Regions from separate parts of the Sus scrofa genome. Here region 1 is linked to region 2. Evidence: chromatin contacts called from public Hi-C data. All regions are on one chromosome and are shown on one strand. Each heading gives the region's core, a stretch centred on a gene start, on an enhancer-like site or on the middle of the called end of the contact. The rest is flanking DNA. Distances are from core to core; before and after follow the strand shown. Region 1 overlaps HERC2 (E3 ubiquitin-protein ligase HERC2). Region 2 overlaps HERC2 (E3 ubiquitin-protein ligase HERC2).

Region 1 (7,412 bases), core at 1,604-4,103, 120 kb after region 2:
CAAAGAAGCACAAGCAGCCGCCTGGTCCTGCTCTGCCTATTGTGGTTCAGCTCATGGAAATGGGATTTCCTCGGAGGAACATAGAGTTTGCTCTGAAGTCACTCACTGGCACCTCAGGGAATGCTGCTGGCTTGCCAGGTACTGTGTTGTCCCTGTGGGTATTTTTGATTTAAGGCACCACCCATTTATTTTTAGGCTTCCCTTGAAATGCTCACGTTTGAGGCCGAGGCCCTTTGGGCAGGCAGCACTGTGGTCCTCATTGGTTGTGCTGGATGTGCTTGCTCCTAGGCGTGGAGGCCTTGGTTGGGTGGCTGCTGGACCATGCTGACGTGCAGGTCACAGATCTCTCGGATGCAGACACAGGGTCTGAGGAGTGTTCAGATGAGGAAGTAGTAGAGGATGTGGACGACACGGCCTACGCTATGGTCAGTGCCCCTCTCTTGTCCCTCTGTCCTGAGCTCTGGTTTCCTCCATGCCACTCCATTTGGCCTCTCTGTGGTTCTGCTGGCACATGGCCAAATTACTAAGTACTGCCTGGGTTTTCTGTACCTTAATTACTTTTAGCTTTAAAACAGACCCTTGTTCCAACATCTAATGATGTTGAATAGCTGTTAGAGGAGATCTTGTTTTTAAAAATCATTAGTTGGGAGTTCCCTGGTGGCTCAGTGGGTTAAGGATCCTGCCTTGTCACTGCTGTGGCTCAGGTCACTGCTCTGGCGTAGGTTTGATCCCTGGCCCTGGAACTTCCACATGTCATGGATGCAGCCACCAAAAAAAAAAAAAAGAAAAGAAAAATCAGTATTTATGTAACGCATTGACTTCTGATTTGAGTAAGTTGTTTCAGGGGATTAATTTGAAAATGCCTCAGAAATTTTCTATATTTTCAGCTTTTGAGACTAATTCTGCTTACTATGCCGTTGCTATTATTCTTTTTAAAATGAATTTTATAGTGGAAATATAGTATAATATTTCATACTTTTTTAATATAGATTTCACATATTTATTTCTTCTTAAGTAGGTTTAACTGGTTCACCTTTTAAAAAAATATATTTATCTCTTGTAGTCTACTGGTGCTGTTGTAACAGAGAGCCAGACTTACAAAAAACGAGCTGATTTCTTGAGTAATGATGATTATGCTGTGTACGTGAGGGAGAATATTCAGGTGAGTAATTGCCATAGGCTGGAGCTTTGCTTAGGTTTTCATTCAGAAACTGTTGCATCTCACAAAGTCAGACCTGACAAGGGGGAGGGCATAGCACCCAGCAGGGAGGCCACTGGGGCTAGGGCAGAGGACAGAGGAACAGAAGATCAGCAAGGGGCCAGAGCTAGAGAGCAGAAGGTGGCTTGTTCACAGGGTTGTGGCACACAGAGGTGTTTCCCAGTCACCTCCACTTGGACACTTTTACCATCTCCTTTTGCTTTTTTTTTTTAATTATTATCTCACTGCCATCTGATTTTAAAAATTTAGATATGCTTTTTATGTTTTAATTCTTTTGTTCTAGGTAGTATAGTTCAGAGAAAATCCCAACATAATGACATTACTGATACCTAACATGACCTAACAAGATAAACAAGAATTCCCTGTCATCTCATATCTAATGCTTGCTCAGATTTTCCCAATTTTTTCAAAAATGGCTTCTTACAGTAATTTTGAAGAAGGTGGATACAAACAAGATCTCATACCTTATACTTGGGTGTCTTTTTAACCTAGAATAGTCTCTCTCCTTCCTTTTTTTTCCTTTTCATGCCATTTATTTTGGCTAAAACTACATTGGTCCATGTCGTCCTCCCTCTTCTGCATTTCCTGTAAAGTTGGAGAAATGGAGAAGAATTGGACTCAGGAACTGGACTCATCTTAGGAAGGAGTATATCATGTGGCCCAACATGCAACATCCCTTGTCATCTATTAATTGCCCATCTTGGTGCTTCAGGAGTATTACTGTTATCTTCTAAACCCTTCAAGAACGGTCACACAATTCTGACTTTGTTATTCCTTCCAAATTTATTAGCTGGACTTCTGTTTGTTGAAGAAAACTTTTTTATCAACTCTTGTCACTATAATATATTGTGTATAGGAAAGGCAGAATCAATGGTTGATTTCTGTTCACTTGCATTATCAATTTTCAGAATGGTGAATGGGTGCCCTGGTAGTTATAGAGATGACCAAGAACCTTTGTTTTGCTTATTATCATTATGGTGAATTTGTTGACTGTTATGGATTTGATGTGTTTCAGGTAATTTTGCTCTTGCGTAGTTTGTTCATTTGAGGGAACCCGTTGGTCTTTGCTAGTTCCCTTGCTTAATGACGCAAGTTGATTCAAATTCATCTTGTATATTTTCTGCCTCAGACATTGAGCCAGACAGTTTTCCAAAGAGCTCTGGTTCCATTTAGTGTAAAATGACTTTTGATAGCACACTAGGTGCTAGATGAAATCCTTTGTTAGAAGTAGAATAATGCTACTTAATTAACAATCGATCATTTCATCTGTACACTGAACTAGATTTTTAACTTAATTTTAATTTCAGGTGGGAATGATGGTTAGATGCTGTCGAACATATGAGGAAGTGTGTGAGGGAGATGTGGGCAAAGTAATCAAACTGGATAGAGATGGATTACATGACCTCAATGTGCAGTGTGATTGGCAACAGAAAGGAGGCACTTACTGGGTTAGGTATATTCATGTGGAACTTATAGGTGAGAACATTAAGTTCTTTTGCATTTCTTAATTAGATTCAGAGTTCCCACATATGAATGCTAATTATAGTTCAATTTTTACCGGAATCTTTAGGCTATCCTCCACCAAGTTCTCCTTCTCACATCAAGATTGGTGATAAAGTTCGAGTCAAAGCCTCAGTCACCACACCGAAATACAAATGGGGATCTGTGACTCATCAAAGTGTGGGGGTCGTGAAAGGTACTGTTATCTAGGCAAAAAAATTAATGTAAACTTTCTTTTCTTTCACATTTAAGGGCAAGAAAAACAAGTGTAAAGCAAGCCTTAGGATATATAAATAGTGTTCTTTCGCTAGTCAGTGCCCTCCAGGCCAGGAGCACACCTGTTGTTGAACAGAGTCATGTGTGCTAACTCACTGCAACTTGAGAGGATGCATACCCTGGAAAGGAGATTTCTCTATAAGTGGGTGTAACAAAGAGCAGTAATGTTTGCATTGGGTATTTCAGAGAGGGTTCAAGGAATTGGGATAATTCTAAGAGTGGATATCTTTTGTTTGTTTTTACTCAATGAATTTTATTGCATTTATAGTTGTACTACGATCATCACAACCCAATTTTATAGAATTTCCATCCCAAACCCCCAGAGCATCCCCCCCACCTCCCACCTTGTCTCATTTGGATACCAACATCATATCCTATCACTTACATGAGAGTGGGTACCTTAAAAAATATTGTTTAGAAGGAAGGAATAATGGACTCACATGATGAGGCTATAATTGGCAAGGAGTAGTTTTTCATACCAGCCAGCATGGGTTTGCGGTTTGGATTAGATTGAACATTGACCAGACGTGGTAAAGAGAGGTTTTAGTTTTGCCTCAATCTGTCATAGTCCTAGGGTAGCCTTGTCTCATGTTGGAGTGCTGTAAACTTGGTCTGTCAGTCCTTCTGCCAAATGGCTAGTTCCTTCGATGTTTTTTTTCCTCTCTTTTTTTAATAAGACTTTAGGACTGAATTTAATAAATGGAAATGTGCAAGTGATGAGAGTTAAGAACTGGAAACAAAATGCTCTTTGGTTTATATTTAATGTGATATTCTTGAGATTTCAAATCAAACACATGGCATACTTTAAAAGGTACACTGTAGCCATTTTAACAATAGTGTGAGAGATGATTAAATGTAGGTGTGCTTTTATTTTATCTTTAAACTCTTTCAGTGCCATTTTTGCTTTGTTTTGTCTTCTTTCAGCCACATAGAAAATTCTCTTAGATTAGAAATGGCCGCAATGGTGGTGCTTCCACAGTGGATTGGGGTGTTAGTGTTTTCTTAAGTTACTTAAAAACAAACGGCTTATTAAACATTTTACTTGAGTTTAACAGTTTTCTTAAGAGATTCTTAAAAGCTTTACAATTTAAAACAAAGATAAATTTTTAAAATAATTAACTTGGTTTAGAAGTTAATGTTTTGAGCATCTTTCACCAAAGTGCAAGAGGTGTCGTAACGTTATTAATGTGATTTTTATTCCCTAAGATTTTTTTTTTTTTTTCTTTTTACGGCCACACCTGTGGCATATGGAAGTTCCTGGGCCAGGGGTAGAATCGGAGCTGCAGCTGAGGCCTACCTCCAGCCACAGCAACAACTGGATCTGAGCCGCATCTGTGACCTACACTGAAGCTTGTGGAAACACTCCATCCTTAACCCACTGAGAGAGGCCAGAAATTGAACCCACATCCTCATGAAAACGGTGTCAGGGCCTTAACCTGCTGAGCCACGATGGAAACTTCTCCTTGGAGTTTTTGCTTGGTTTAATTAAAAACAAACAAGGAAACCTTCTTATTGTGGAAATTTTCAAACATCCGCAAAAGAAGAGAATGTGGTATAATGAACTTCTGTGTATCCACCTGGCTTTAACAGCTGTCCACTATTGGCCACAGTTGTTCATTCATGATCCCCTCCCTCCATTACTTTGAAGTTAATCCCTGATTGTCATCATATGTTAGTTCATCTGTATCTTAGTATGTCTCCCTCAAAGAGGAGTACTCTTTATAAAATATAAATGACTGTAATATACTATCACTTGACTAGTTATAGATTTAATTCTAATTTTAGGTTTATACTGGTGACACAGATGTTTCAGACGATTTCTGTTCTGTCCTAGCTTTCAGTGCCAATGGAAAAGATGTTATTGTCGACTTTCCCCAGCAGTCGCACTGGACTGGGCTGTTATCAGAAATGGAGTTGGTACCCAGTGTTCATCCTGGTGTTACGTGAGTTTTTATTTTTATATTGCTAGATTTGTTTGGGAGAAATGGTTTTCTTTGGAAATAAATTTAATAAATGACCATATCTCTTTCTTTTCAACTCAACTGCTGTTTTAAAAATAGGTGCGATGGCTGTCAGATGTTTCCTATCAATGGATCTAGATTCAAATGCAGAAACTGTGATGACTTTGATTTTTGTGAAACATGTTTCAAAACCAGAAAACATAATGCAAGGCATACATTTGGCAGAATAAATGAACCAGGTATAGTAGAATGGTTATTTTCTCTTTCTTCAAACTACTATTAATGAGATAATTATTGTTGAAAAAAATGTACTTAGTTTGCTCTTTAAAGTTCATACTTATGTGGTGAGCAGTGTGCTGGGTGCACAGTGAAACAGGGAAGATGGTCCTAACCAACTGAGGAACTGCAGTTTGTTTTTTCAAGTGATGCGTGGTCACTAGAACTAGAGTGACAGGATTTGTTTGCTGATATTTCCGTAAAGAAGAGCACAAGAATCTTATGAGACTAGTAAATGTTTTGGTGGGTAGGATGTGGAATTGGTTAGATGGAGAGTGAGTCTTTTTGATTGTCTTTTAGTATATATTTTTATCATAGCACAATATGTGTACTTTCAAGTGTACAGTTAAGGGCATATTCTACACTTTCACCACTATGTATTTCTAAAACTTTTTCGCCTACACAGGAGTATACCCATTAAGCAGTAATTCCTCATTCTTCCCTCTTCCAACCCCTGGCATCCTCCAATCCACTTTCCATCTCTGTGAATTTGACAACTCTAGGTACCTCGTATAAGTGGAATCAGACAAAATTTGTGTTTTTCTGTGTCTTACTTATTTCACCTTATGTTTTCAGGGTTCATCCATGTTGTGGCATGTGCAGAACCTCATTTCTTTTTATGGCTGAGTAATGTTCCATTGTATTTCTCTACCACAGCCTGCTTATCCAGCCATCTATTAATGGACTTTTGGGTGGTTTGTACCTTTCAGCTGTTGCAAATGACATTGCTGTGAACATTGGAGTACAAGTCAGTTTGACTTTGTATTTTCAAAATTAGGAGTAGAATAACTGGGTCATTAGGTAGTTCTTTAACTTTCTGAGAAACCACCAACATGTTTTCCATAGAGGCTACACCATTTACATTTTTAGCAGCAGTGTATGAGGGTTCCAGTTTCTTTACATAGTCACCAATATTTGTTATTTTCTTTTATTTTTTTGATCACAGTCATCCTCATGAGTGAGAGGTAGTATATTGTTGTGATTCTTATTTGAGTTTCCCTAATGACAAATGACACCAGGACTCTTTACATGTGTTTTTTGCCATTTGTATATCTTTTTAGGGGGCATGTCAATTCAAATCTTTTGCCCTTTTAAAAACTTTTGATGTTGAGTCATAAGAGTTCTTTATATGTTATGTACGTTAAACTTTTATCAGATAAATGATTTGCAAATATTATCCTATTCCGTGGGTTGTTCTTTCACTCTCGTGATAGGATTCTGTAATGGATAAAAGTTTTAAGTTTTAATGAAATTTAATACATTTATTGTTTCTTTTGTTTCCTGGGCATTTGCTGTCATACTTACTTCTGGGTCAATTTAAGAAATCATCATTAATTCCAAAGTCATGAAGACTAGCTCCTATGTTTCCTTCTAAAAGGTTTATAGTTTTAACTCTTCAGTTTAGATCTTTGAACCATTTTGGGCTAATTTCTGTATGCCATATAATATATAACTTTATTCTTTTGTATGTGTGTATCCAGTTTTCCCAGCACCGTTTGTTGAAATGACTGTCCTTTCACCATTGAATAGTCTTGGCACCCTTTTTAAAAATCAGTTGACCATAGATGTGAGAGTTTTTTCCTGGGCTCTGTATTCTATTCCATTGGTCTTTTTGCCTATCTTTTCGTCAGTACCACATTATACAGTGTGATTATGATAGCTTTTGTAGAAAGTTTTGAAATTGGAAAATGTGAATCTTCCAAATTTGTTCTTTTTCAAGATTGTTTTGACTATTTAGTGTCCCTTGGAAGTCAATATGACTTTTGAGATAGATTTTTCTACTTCTGTAAAAAACAGTATTTTGATAGCAATTGCATTGAATCATTTTATCTCTGGACAGAATTGTTAATTGTCTTTCCATTTACTTAGATCTTCTTTAATTTCTTTCAGCAATGTTTTGTGATTAGTGTTTAAGTCTTAGGTCTTCTTGGTTAAACTTATTCATAAGTGTTTATTTTTCACGCTATCTTAAATGAAATTAGTTTTTTAAATGTCCTGTTTACAATGTTTGTTGCTAGTATGTAGAAGTACATACTATACATACACACTGCATATTTTCAACACATTTTGTTTGTTGAATTAGTACCCAGCAAGTTTGCTGAATTTATCTCTAACAGGGCTTTTGTTTTGTTTTGTTTTGTTTTTTAGTGGAGTCTTTAGAGTTTTCTACATATGAGATC
Region 2 (7,157 bases), core at 3,598-6,097:
TTAAGGGTCACACCTGTGGCATATGGATGTTCCTGGGCTAGGAGTCGAATCAAAGCTGTAGCTGCCCGCCTACGCCACAGCCACAGCAATGCCAGACCAAGCCGCATCTGTGATCTACACTGCAACAATGCCAGATCCTTTAACCCACCCAGTGAGGCCAGGGATTGAACCATATCCTCTTGGATACTAGTTCAGTTCTTAATCTGCTGAGACACAATGGGAACTCCTAACCCTAGACTTTCTTAATCAGAGTCATTTAGATGATTCAGGCCTGTGACCTTGCTATCAGCTGCCTCTAAAGGAGTGCCCATGATATGGCATGCATCTATCTGGTTTTTATATATATAATGCTTTTTATTTCTTTGATACTCTTTTCTGGTTGTTGTGTGGAGTCCCTTGAATTGCCTTATTTTCTTTTACAACTCTCTTGAAGAAGCAATAAAATACACAGCTAAGAAGTATTAGCTATACAATCTCTACCATTACCATTTTTATATTTACAGTAAAGGCCCTTCAGTCTGATATGACTGGTAGTTTTTTTTTTTTGTGAATAAAAGTAGTACATGATACCTTGAACATTTTTTATTGTTAAAATGTATATGCATATTTATTTTCTAGTCCTGACATAAGGCTAAGGGTGCATCTTTGAGCATGGGTCCAAGAATGGCGTTATCCTATTCTCTCTTGCATAAGCTATTCTCAAATGAGTCTCCTACAGTTTCTATTTTTGGGTTCTTTGAAGTGGAACATGAAATTAGATATGTATGAAGCAGTTTTAAAAACTTTTTATTTTGAAGTGTTCCTGCTGTGGCATTGCAGGGAAAGGATCTCGTGTTGCCACAGCTGCAGCATAGGTTGCAGCTGCAGCTTGGATTTGATCCCTGGTCTGTGAATTTCCATATGCTGAAGGCCAAAAAAAATACAAACAAAAAAAAAAAACAAAAACCTTTTTATTTTGAAATAATAATAGACTCATAGGTAGTTGTAAAGAAAGTAGAGGTCACTGTATACTCTTCTCCCAGATTACCCTGGTGGTTACATCTTAAGTAACTATAATACAGTAATAAAACAAGAAATTGACATGGGTACAGTGTGTGCATAGTTCTGTGCCATTTTATCATATTTGCCTGTCTATTTGTATAACCACCACCACAATTAAGACCAAGAAGTGTTCCATTACCACAGAGATCTCCCTGCTGCTGTCCCGCTATAGTCACACTTTCCTCTCTCTACCATGGCAGTCACTAATTTGTTCTCCATCTCTATAACTTCGTTATTTTGAGAACGTCCTATGGTATGTGACCTTTTGAAATTCGCTTTGTTCACTTGGCATAATACCTTTGAAGCCCATCAAAGTTGTTGAGTGTATCAGTAATTCAATTTGGATTTAATTTGTCTTCTAATCATTAATTTGAAATAATGAAACATAAAAGTTAGCTTTTAAAATTAAAGTTGTTAAGTGTATATATTATCACTTTATGCTCGGAAATATCAGTAGATTAAAAAAATAAACATGAACATTTTGGTAAATTCTATTCTTTTTTTCCAGTCGATAAATGATACATAGAAATAAAAGAATTTTGTAAATGCAGGTACCTTGATGCTCATAATGACGTCTGTGATTACTTTCATGTCTGTAGATTAGGTAGCATTGCTCATTTTTTTGCTCATGATTTTGGTTATTTGTGTCTTTATTTTGGATATATCTTGTCAGGTGTTTACGTATTTTGTTAGTCTTTTTTTTTAAAGAACTAACTTTGGTCTTGGAAAAGACTAATAGTAGTTATAAGGGAAATAAAATGAGTTTACCATCCGACTTTGACAACAAGGCCTTAAGTAAAAGAAAACTGAGTAACATATTTAAGGCACCCAGGAAAAGAAAATGTGAGCCAAGGATTTTATGTTCTAGCAAAACTGACTTTTCAGGTAAAAAGGACACAAACTTATCAATGAGCAAGAACTCAGAAAATATTGTTTCCATGAGCCTTTCCTGAGGAATCAAATAGAGAAAGATCTTTAGGTGACTGAATGACTGTAGATTGCCAAGAAGACTAGTGGTGAGCATTAAACCTGTAATTGTGGGTAAAACCCAGAGTAAATGAGTTTTAAAAGGGAGAGCGTGTAACATATCATAGCTGTATGCTTAAATATGGTGTGTTATAATAGAACTTTCTGTAGTGCTAGTCTAGTAATCCTGTGCATTGGAGTTTTCACTTTACGTCTTATATTTTTCATCTCTAGAGATTCCCTTCCAGTCCTTTTTATATCTTCCATTTTACTTGTCATCATGTTCATATTTTCCTCTCTGTGAGTATATGGAGCATATTTCTAATAGAGCTTTTACCAGTGTCGTCTGCCAATTCCTTCATATCTGTCATTTCTGGATTTATTTCAATTAGTTGATTTTGTCATTTCTGTTGATTTATTGCTCTGGTTATGGGTCGTGTTTGCATGCCTGGTAGTTTTTCTAATTGAGTGTTGGACATTATAAATATTACATTATTTTGTGTTGGATCTTATTCTTTTAAAGAACATTAGTTTTGTCGGGCATGCATGTAAGTTCAGTTGGGATCAGTTTGGCCTGATTGATCCTAAAGTTTGTTTGGGCTGATTTAGCAGAGCCTTTAATCTTGGACTAAGATAGCTGCCTTAGTAAGGCTCTGTCCTTCTTAGGATGTGCTCAGAGGTCTGTTCTGGTTGGTGAAAACACAAGCTTTTCCCAGACTGTGAATCACAGAGGTTCTGCCTGCTTCTTTGTAGAGTTTCTTTCCCCAGCCTTGGCAGTGCCCAGATCAGCACTCAGCCAAAGTCTCCTGGGGTCCCCTCTGCCCTTCTCCAGAGATCAGTGTCTCTGCAGCCAACCTTCTTGCCTGTATTCTTGTCATTTTGACTTAATTGTAGCTGATCTTTCTCCTTCATTCAGCAAGACCTCTGGGCTATATTTGGGTTCCCCTTTCCTGTGTTGCAGCCTGGAAACTGCTTGTAGGCGTTAAGCTTGGGCACTTATTGCCCTTGCTTTATCTCTTGCCTGTCTCAGGGATCACAGTTCTGGGCTACCTGCTGTCCAGTGTTTGAAAACAGCTGTTTGATATATTCTTCTGGTTTTCTACTAGAGAAGTAATTCCTAAAGAAGTTAATTCTTCATGGGTGAAGAATCTGCTTTTTAAAATTTGTTTTGTTTTGTTTTTTAAAAATAATTTTTTGGCTGTGATGTGCAGCGGCTTGATGTGGAATTAAACCCAGGCTGCACCAGTGAAAGCACTGAATCCTAACCACTAGACCATCAGGGAACTCACCCAATCTGCTTTTAATCTCATTCATTGAGTTCTTAATTTTAGATAAAGTTTTTTTTTTTTTGGTTTATAATTTCCACATTTTTGTTTGAATGCATTTTATTGAGGTATAATTATATTTAGTAAAAGACATCTATTTTATTTATTTATTTTTGGCTGTACCTGCAGCATGCAGAAGTTCCTAGGCCAGGGATTGAACCTGCGCCACAGCAGTGACCCATGCCACGGCAGTGATAACACTGGCTTCTTAACCCGCTGTGCCACCAGGGAATTCCAAAATGCATCTATTTTAAATGTTTAGTTTGAAGTGATTTGGCAGTTTGCTTAGTACATTTTAAAAATAATTTTCCTTTCTCTGTTGATATTGTTAATCTGAACTGTTAATTGCTTAGACATACCAAACCTTGTGCAATCTCTTTAGATTCCTAGACTGCCTCTTCCTTTCCCTGTGGGTTGAAACACCAGCATGCCTGTGGGCCACCCTTCTACTTCTAGTCTTGGACGTAATGTCAAACAACAGGGCATAGGTTGTGGCTTCCCATCTGCCTGTCATGGAGTTGGAGGTGACATAGTCTCTAAGGTAGGGGAGAGCAGGAGCTCACTTTCATGGGGTGAACATTCACCCCTTGGCAAGGAAAGATAAGGGAACTGGGTATTTTAATTCACCCCTCCCCTTTCCCCGCCTCCTTGGATGGTTCTGTGGTTTCTTCTTGCAAACCTTGGCAAAGAGCCCCTCATGCCTAGACAGCATGCCTGTAGCATACCTTGGAGTGGGGGCCAGTGCAGTAACATGGGAGTCAGCAAACTATTTCTGTAAAGGGCTAGATAGTAAATATTTCTGTGGCCATATGTTCTCTGTAATAGCTACTCACCTCTGCTGTTGTTGTGCGAAAGTGGACACAGACAGTAACGTAAACACAAGTGCGTGTTGGTAGATTCCAGTAAACTTGATGGATATCACAGTTTGAATGTCATAATTTTCATGTGTCACAAAAGATTTTCCTTCTTGATTATTTTTCAACCACTGAAAAATGTAAAAGCCACTCTTAGCTTGGGGGACATATAAAATCAGGCTGTGGGCTAGACTTGGCCCTTGGGCCGGGCCTTAATTTTTTGACCCCTGTCATAATTTGCTGTGTTATGTGCTTCCTGATCCTGCCTCCCCTTCTGCCCTTCCCCTCCCTGCCCTGTGCTGGCATCTGCCGGGGAAAGTGTCAGCACTTTAATCCATTGCTTGGACTTTCCTTTTAGGGCAAAGCATGTCCATTTTTCTTTTCTCTGGCTCCTCTCTTGATCTGTTTTATGTTTTTTTTTTTTTTTTTTTTCATTTTTCAAATATGTGGTCTTGTCTTACCCATTGTGGTTTTTATTCTGAGTTCTAGGTATTATCTGTGAGAAATTGTCGTGATCATTTGAGGCTCTGATAACGATATCATCTAGAGAGGAGGTACCAAACTAGAAGTATTAGTGACCACAGATTACTGCAGGCCAGTAAGGAACTGTCACTGTTCCAAACTGGGCTCCTGCAGGTCTGCTTGCACCTCACCCATCTTTCTGGTGTATGTGGCTCAAAGCATGGCGTGTTTTCCAGGCCTCTCCCCTGTGAGGAGCACAGCTCCACCCTTTCTCAGCAGCTCCACTGAGATCTGCTTGGTATCAGCCCTGCTCATGGAGTAGGCAGGTGCCTTTAGGCAAGCAGCCTTCGGCTCTCTGTGCTGTCCTCCTCTCTGGGTCTCAGGCTTGCTCTTCCTTGCTGCCTCGAAGATTTTAAACAGATGTCTTTTATGTTTCTTTCTGACTTTCCCAGTTGCTCCCAGAAACCTTAAGATTTTTTGGAATTGGTATGTTGTTCTGTGTTCAAAGGGTGCAGAAGGTAATTTTCTGCAAGGCTAAGAAAAAAAAGCCAGATATGTTTACTTTAGTCATATGCAAATATTTGAACAGATTACTTTTCAGGCATATTTTAAAGATAGAAGTAAACCCCATTTTCTAATCTCTAAGTTAATCAAAATGCCATTTATTTCATTTCTTGTATTCTATTTTGGATTATATTGTGTAATTTTACAGTTCTGAAGTAGTCATTTTAATAGACACCTTAAGGACCCTCTTGCCTGATCCTGTTTGATTTTCAGGTGTTGGTAGCATCTGCGATTTCTCCCCTGGGCCTCCTTACTGTGCACGTGGGTGCATGTTGTGTTGGTGAGAAGAGAACAAGCTTGGGAGTTAAGCATCTTCCCAAAAAACTACCTCTGACAGCCTCAATGTTGTGGGCGTTGGTCAAATGATTGAACCTCTGAGTTTTAGTTACTGTTCCTCAAAACTGGGCATGTTGCTACTCCTCTTGTTGGCTTCTTTTCAGGATGAAAATGCCTTTTCCTGCCATGTCATTTTAGAGGTGTGAGGTAAGAATATAAGAGCAAATTGGAAAAGGGTCCTAAGACCAAATAATACTAATTAGAGGTATCTGGATTCCAAATGCAAAAAGTTAAAATTTAAGATCTGTATTGTCACCCATTGGGAACTTTTATGTAAAGTGGCTACAAATAAAGACAAGCTATTTATAGATTGTTGTATGACTACTCTTAACCTGAAAAATTGAATTTTTTTTTTTTGGCTGCTGTGTTCAGTGGCTTGATGTATGTGGCATCTCAGTTCCCAGACCAGGCGTTGAACCCAGGCTCTGCCAGTGAAAGCACTGAATCCTAACCGCTAGACCACCAGGGAACTCCCTGAAGTGATTTTTATTGCTTATTCTCCCAGTGCCATTTTCCTGGCTTCTTTCTCCTTGGGATCCTTTGCTTCCCTTCCAGTGCCTGGGAATGCTCTACCTGGGGCTTCATCTCTGCCTTCCACAGTCTAGCTCTTTCAAGCTCTTGACCAGGGAAGCTTGCTTAGTTGCCTTAGCAATGTTCCTCCTTCCCCTGAATCCTTTTAGATGCCTGAACCGTTGTAGTTTGAATGGTGGTTACTTGCTTTTGGGTCCTCAGTTCCTGGGAGGCCTCTACCATGAATATCCCTCCAGACACCCAGTGTCTACCTTCTACACAGCTTCTGCCCCACCCTTTTCCTTCCCAGCACTACAGAAAGAATGGGTGGGAACGACTGTTCCTGTTTCCACATAAAGTGGGCTTCTTCCTTGGCTTCCTCTTTATAAATGATTCATCCCCAGCCGCTCTTCAGTAATCCTAGTGTGCCATAGGGCCTGAGGATGTTGGTTCACCCTCTGTCCTTGGTTGGTGGCCTCTCCTCCAGGTCTACGGCCTCTTTGCTGCTGACTCCCAGATTTGAACCTCTAGCCCTGAATGAATACTCTGCTAAGATCTGAATTTGTATTTGCAGTAAATGTGTATCTGTGTGAGTGCATATGTGTATATGTGTGTGTGCATGCATGGGGAGAGGATCTCCATGTTTGTGTTTAGTGGTTGGTGCAGATCTCAGTGGTTAAAACTGAGCTAAGTCTCTCATGCTGAGTCTGTTTTCATTTTTCACATTTAATGTCTGATCTGTCCTCTTTGATCTGAAATACTTTACTCTTCTTTCCTTGTTTTGGCTGAGGCTCTCATCCTTTTTTTTTTTTTTGGAGCTCTCAACAGAGATCTCCTAAGTTATTTTCTCTGTTTCTGGTTTCTTCCTTTGTCTCCATCCACTGCCCTGACACTTATTTTTAATTGGAGACTTGATCATTTATTCCCTGGAGCCCCTGGAGGTGGTGTGTAAAGGCTGTAGCATGGCACACATAGGGCTGTTTAGTTGGATGCTATTTGCCTCCCTGCCATTGTGGCTGCCTGGGCCTGGAGGTTTTAGCTGCCCTCCTCTTACCCAGATCAGCAGGTGAACCAGGCCTTTCTCGTCCCGTGTTATTAC

What was found. Hi-C and Micro-C count contacts between places; a contact is called where the count stands out from the background.
Region 1: a contact with region 2 is called in a Hi-C map of fetal skeletal muscle, with 1.6 times the contacts expected there. The contact joins two enhancer-like sites. A contact is called at or near these places in 2 of 47 Hi-C or Micro-C datasets (epiblast stem cells and fetal skeletal muscle) and 1 of 2 datasets of contacts at active chromatin or transcription factors (alveolar macrophages).

Annotation. Positions count from the first base shown.
Region 1 is chr15:56,559,763-56,567,174 of Sscrofa11.1, forward strand. It overlaps HERC2 (E3 ubiquitin-protein ligase HERC2), which reads left to right. Exons shown (of 93, transcript XM_021075345.1): 46 at 1-138; 47 at 289-425; 48 at 1,064-1,162; 49 at 2,527-2,695; 50 at 2,790-2,915; 51 at 4,830-4,938; 52 at 5,056-5,195. Among named protein-coding and RNA genes, the nearest start is that of OCA2, 94 kb to the right of the region's middle. Within about 2 kb of position 2,854, at least 3 of the 83 cell types and tissues checked have an H3K27ac peak or open chromatin away from gene starts, as enhancers often do. A contact at or near this core is called in fetal skeletal muscle, where this site is marked.
Region 2 is chr15:56,441,389-56,448,545 of Sscrofa11.1, forward strand. All of the region lies in intron 2 of HERC2 (E3 ubiquitin-protein ligase HERC2), which reads left to right. Among named protein-coding and RNA genes, the nearest start is that of HERC2, 6.8 kb to the left of the region's middle. Within about 2 kb of position 4,848, at least 12 of the 83 cell types and tissues checked have an H3K27ac peak or open chromatin away from gene starts, as enhancers often do. A contact at or near this core is called in fetal skeletal muscle, where this site is marked.